2 separate regions of the Sus scrofa genome follow, and region 1 is linked to region 2. Evidence: chromatin contacts called from public Hi-C data. All regions are on one chromosome and are shown on one strand. The core of a region is the stretch at or near the end of the contact, and the rest is flanking DNA. Distances in the headings are between cores, read along the strand shown.

Region 1 (2,788 bases), core at 136-2,635, 290 kb after region 2:
TGTCCTTAGTCTTTGGTTCCACCTCTGTCACCAAATCTGTTAAATAACAGAAATTCAACTGAGTAAATTTAAAGATCAAATTGGCTTTTAGGCAATGCTTCATAAATTGGATAACAGAAAGGAGCTCCACTGAGCTGTGGAAAAGGAAGGTTTTCTAAAGACAAATGAAGAATGTGTTGTTTCAGTCAAGGCCACCTTCCTAAGGGAAATGGAAGGGCTTATTGGGAGGATTATCTCACTGTACTGAGGAGGTGATTCTAGGTTGAATGGCTAAAGGTTAAATTCCAGAAGGTTAAAACTGCAGTTAGGTTATTTATTAAATTTTGTTTTTCTGACCAGGCTGTTAGCACGAGTGACTGCACTGGGGACCTGTTATCTGCCTTTTATCAGGGATGATGAAATATTTCTGAAAATGGATAGTGGTGAAAATTTGCACAATATTTGGAATTATTGATGAATTACACATCCACTTAAAGGTTAAAATGGTAAAATCTGGGGTTCTTTGGTGACCTAGCAGTTAAGGATTTGGCATTGTCCACGCTGTAGCTTGGGTTTCATCCCTGGCCCAACAACTTCCACGTGACACAGGCATGGCTTTAAAAAAATAAATAAAGGTAAAATTTATGTTGCATATATTCTACCACATGAATTTATTATTAAGTAACAATTGTATCGTATAATAATAACTCTAATTCATTATCACCTAATTATAATTTATTATTAAATAATAATTACAATACGTTATTGTTAAACAACCAAAAGTAAAGCAGGGGGGAGAAAGAAGAATGTGCAAAGGGGGAAGGGAGTTCCCGTCGTGGCGCAGCGGCACCGAATCCGACGAGGAACCTGAGGTGGCGGGTTCGATCCCTGGCCTCGCTCCATGGGTTAAGGATCTGGCGTTGCCACGAGCTGTGGTGTAGGTCGCAGATATGGCTGGGATCCAGGGTTGCTGTGGCTGTGGTGGAGGCCGGCAGCTACAGCTCTGATGCAGCCTGGGCACCTCCATATGCCGCAGGCGCGGCCCTAAAAAGCAACAAAAAAAGGAATTAAAACCACTGTAATCCCGCAAGCAGGTATCTGTAAGTCAAGTTTTTCTGACACACTGTATTGACAAAAGCCCTTCGCGATTGATTGCTATTATTAGCTCTGGCCCGCACCAACCATAGATGGACTCCAGTGACCCAAACAAAGGGCATCTGTGAGCAGCCTTTGCTCAGCTCTGTGGGCTGAGCGGAGGCTGTTTGCCGACCCGCTCCGCAGGCATTCGGGACTCACCGTAGGCCCAAGGAGGGCCGGGCGAGAGCGTCAGGGGCGGTGCTTGGGCGGATAGGTGTGGCCATCGGGTAGACTATATTCCAGTGGGGCGTGGCTCGAGGGAGGGGCGCGGCGGAACACTCGCCTGGCGGAGTGGGAGGGGCTCACGCGGAGCCGCAGGCCAGGCTTGAAATAGAGGCTCACCAAGGCTGCGGCCCCAGCCGTCGCTTGGGTGACTTGCTGGCTAGAGTTGGGATGGAGTCGGAGTGGGATGCGCTGAGAGTGCTGGGAGCAGTTACCGCCCTGTGCCTGCTGCTGTGGGTGATCTGGGGGGTGGGCAGCACGGTGTATATTTACCTGCTGCCCCAGGTGCGCCGGGGCAACGCCTGGCTCCGATCGCACGGAGCCTGGGCAGGTGAGGAAGGAGGGCTCCCTGGCAGGCAGGTAGGGGTGGGGGCAGCAGGAACGAGCACGGGTGGCAGGTGAGGGCCCATAATCAGGGCCGAGGCCAGGGACTCCTGGAATGAAGATAGGCGAAGGCTGCAGCGACCAGGGTAAGGGAGGCGCTGGGATGCATGACGTCCTGAAACCTGTGCTGGTGATGGGCGCAGGAGTCAGCGACTGGGGTCCATGAAGGACGCGGACAAGAACCAGGAGGAGCTGGGTCTCCGTGAGGAGGGTTCCAAGAAAAGGCATGAAAAGGGACAAGAGGGAGAGGGGAGGGGATGACAGGGGGTAGGATCTGGTCAAGCTCCCCTCCTGCCCCCTGCCCCTTCTCTCCTTTCTAGTGGTGACAGGAGCCACTAGTGGCATCGGCAAGGCCTATGCACATGAGGTGAGCCGAGTGGGCGGTGGGGCTGGGAGCCTAGCGGGTGGTGGGAGCCTAGCGGGTGGTGGGGCTTGGAGCCTCTCCTATCTGCTTGGCTGTTGTCAGCGCACCCTACCAGACTGAGAATTGTGCTTCCTCTTGTTTCCTCATCCTCTCCGCGGGGAGGCTTTCCCTCTGCACCCCAGGCTGGTGACAGTGTTTACCCTGGGCTTCTAGGGACCATTGATCTCTCCCATCATTGCCCTGATCTAGTCACTCAAAACATATTTATATGCCACTTTCCTGTGCTAGGCATCTTCTAGGTGCTTGGAGTACAGCCGTGAACAAAAAAGACAGGAAAGACCTTGCCCTCACGGAACTTCGGATATAGTGAGAGAAGACAGGTGTGAATAGAGTAAACGAGCAGAATGGGTAGTGTGACAAATGGTGAAACGAGTTAAGAAGTACCTGCTGGTCACCTAGCAGTTAAGGATCCAGCATCGTCTCTGCTGTGGCTCAGGTCACTGCTGTGGCCCAGGTTCGAATCCCTGGCCTGGGAACTTAAGTTTTCCAGAAGCCTGGCGAAAAAGAAAAAAGAGTTAAGGAGAAACGTCAGTCAGGAGAGGAGAACAGGGAACCCGGGGGTGGGCGGGTGCCAGTATTTACACAGGGTGATCAGAAATCTCACTGAGAAGACAACACTGAGCCAAGCCCGGAAGGGGGAGT
Region 2 (2,832 bases), core at 97-2,596:
CGGGCGGCCGCGGAAAGGAACTGGTGAGGACCAGACACCCGAGAGGACTGGGGGATGCGGAGAGGGAAGGGAGGTTAAGAGAGACGCAGAGAGAAACAAGAGACACGGAAAGAGACACCGAAACACCCATTGAGACATAAGGACAGAGACAGACACAGAAAGAGGCAGAGAGACACAGATAGGAACACATAGAGGAAGACAGAGACCCAGAGACGCAGACAGAGACAAAGGGATGGAAAAGAGACAAGGATCAAGTGACACAGAAACAGCAATAGAAAGACACCAGAAAGAAAGAGACCAGCTACACAAAGTGACAGCGAAACGTGAAGACTGAAAAACCCAGAGATAGAGAAACAGGGACGGAAAAAGAAAGGCAAAAAATAGACACAAAGAGACACTAAAAGAGAAATTTAAAAAGAAACGATGCAGCGACTCCTAGAGTCCCAAGCAGAGATTAGAAAGCGACGAGGACAGGCTGAGATGCGCACAGATACGAACGACAGTAGGCACGGGGTGAGAACTAGGGAATTCGAGAGGCAGGGAAGGGGGTGGGGACTCTGCGTGGGGGCGGGGTTCCAGGGGGGCGGGCCTATGAGAACCCACGCTCCTCACGCAGGTGTGACGAGAAGGCAGGGACTAAAACTGAAGGGGACGGGTTAGTCTTTGGGGCGGGGCCGAGGCCAGGACTGAGCTCCCGAGAAGGGGCGGAGAACGGGTGGGCGGGGTGCACCGCGAAAGGCGGAGCCTCACGGGGGCGGAGACAGCCGAAAGCTCCGACGCGTGCGTGACTACAGCGCCCCTTAGACAGGGGGCGGGGCACGAGGGCAACCTTGAGTAAAGGGGCGTGGCAATAACGCTAGGGGGCGGAGCTTGAACGCTGGGAGAGGGCAAAGATAGAATTCTGGGGCAAGGAGGCTGTGATCAAAGAACCCTGGGAAGGGCGAACTTGGAATCCTGGGGAGGAGCAGGAAGGGGAGGGAGAGGAATGCTGGGGGCGGGGCGGGCGTTGAATCCTGGGGAGGCGCGGACAGGGCCTCCCAGGAGGGGGCGGGTCAGAACAGCATGAGGGGGCGTGGCCGGAGCCTGGGATCGGGTCGGCTCTTGGGGGGAGGAAAGGGGTGGATCCTGTGACGTCAGCGAGTCCGAAGCCAGAAAGAAGCTAGGAACCGGGGGGCAACGAGCTGGAAGAGCCAGGCAGCGAGAGCCAAGCCGGGAGAAGAGAGCGCGGCAGGAACCGGCCGGGAGCCAGAGCCACCCAGGCACCTGGTCGTCCTCTCAACCGATTGGCGCTCGCAGAGTGGCCCTCAGGCCCCCGCCCGGTCCCGGTCCCCCTCCCCGGGCCCCCCATGGCCCGGGCCGCAGCCCTCCCGCCGTCAAGATTGTCGCCGCCGACGCTGCCGCTACTGCCGTTGCTGCTACTACTGCTCCGGGAAACCCGTGAGAAACCGCAGACGCCTCCCTGGCGCGCGCGAACCCCTCCCCTTCCCCACCCCAGCAGAGGGTCGAGATGATGAATCGAGACCCCCCCCCCCAATCTTTCCTTCTCCTGGAGTTGGGAGTCTGAGGCCTGGGGAGAATTGAGGGCAGGGAGCCAGATGCCGAGGTCCTCGAGAGGGGCGGGGAACTAGCACTTTGGGCCTCTTGGAGGGCCAAGAATGACAATTCGGGCGACCTGGGGAAGGGCCTGAGGGCTCCAATCCCGGGCCTCAGGATTCCCGAGGCTCTGACTCCCGGGCCCCAGAAAACCAGGGACTGGGGCTGACTCCTGGGCCTCAGAAAAATTAGAGGGTGAGAGCTCTGTCTCTTGGGTGCCAGGTAGTGTGAAGGCTAGGGGCTACGGACGCCGGGGTCCTGGTAGAGTTGAGGGCAGGAAGGGCTCAAACTTAGGAGTTCCGTGTGGTGAGCCGAGGGCTCTGTCTGCTCGGTGCCAGACAGAATTGGGAGAAGGGGAGGGCAAACGCCCTGTCTCCTGGGCTCCAGATTTAATTGTGGGGCATTGGAATGTCTCGTGAGATGCAGATACACATGTGGGCAGGAATCCCGACTCGGGTACTAGATAAAATGCAGGGCCTGAGGCCCTGCCTGGAAACTGGAGGCTCGGTGGGCTGTGTTTCAGGTAGACTAAGGAGGCCGAGTCCCGCCGGCCGGGACCCTTCCCGTTCCTTGTGAGCCGTCGGCGGGGAGGCCCCTAGGGAAGTTTTCCGGGTTTCACTTTGGGCGAGCCGGGCCGGGCCGGGCGGGGCCGGGCCGGGCCGGGCGGGGGCTCTCCTGGCTCCCGGTTCCAGACTCCCGGTTTCGGGACCTTATCTTTCCTGTAGTCGTGCCTTTGTCCTCGGAGCCGCTGCGGGGGGTGGACGGGAGGAGACGCCGCCCTAATCCCCCCTCTCTCTCCCTCCGCTCTAGCCCCCTCCTGTTCCCTCCACCTCCCAGAGGGGAGGGGCGCAGACCTAGGAGAGGGAGGGGCTGGGAGGAAACAGGTGAAGGAGGCTCCGGCCCCGCCCCTTGCAGGTGACTGGGCTGTTTATTCCCAGCTAGAAACTTAGTGTACTGGAGTTTCCCAAAGGTTTACCAGAAAGTGCGGAGGCAACTTGGGGAAGTTCTGGTCTTGCCTCTGGTCTTTTTTCCCAGCAGGTCTCTGAACTGTCTCCCAGATTCCACCTGGAGTCAGGGACTGCCGCTTCCATCACCTGCCTCTCCCTCTTGTGTGGGAGATAGGGAGATAAAGTCAGACCCCGCCACCTCTAGGAGAATGCTCAGAATCCACCCCTCCCCCCTTGCACCCGGTGGGGACTCGGTGCGTGGTCTTGTGGAAGGCGCCGGATCACCCCCAGG

The links. A called contact is a pair of places that touch in the nucleus more often than the background predicts.
Region 1: a contact with region 2 is called in a Hi-C map of liver, with 4 times the contacts expected there. The contact joins the promoter of LOC110261008 here to the promoter of NECTIN2 in region 2. A contact is called at or near these places in 1 of 5 promoter capture datasets (liver), 1 of 47 Hi-C or Micro-C datasets (liver) and 1 of 2 datasets of contacts at active chromatin or transcription factors (alveolar macrophages).

The regions. Positions count from the first base shown.
Region 1 is chr6:51,605,670-51,608,457 of Sscrofa11.1, forward strand. LOC110261008 (very-long-chain 3-oxoacyl-CoA reductase-B-like) reads left to right here and starts at 1,386. Exons shown (of 11, transcript XM_021094536.1): 1 at 1,386-1,669; 2 at 2,043-2,089. The coding sequence starts at 1,510. LOC110261007 (a long non-coding RNA gene) reads right to left here and starts at 539. Exons shown (of 2, transcript XR_002344690.1): 1 at 1-539.
Region 2 is chr6:51,316,311-51,319,142 of Sscrofa11.1, forward strand. It overlaps NECTIN2 (nectin cell adhesion molecule 2), which reads left to right and starts at 1,347. Exons shown (of 6, transcript NM_001097494.1): 1 at 1,347-1,437. The coding sequence starts at 1,347.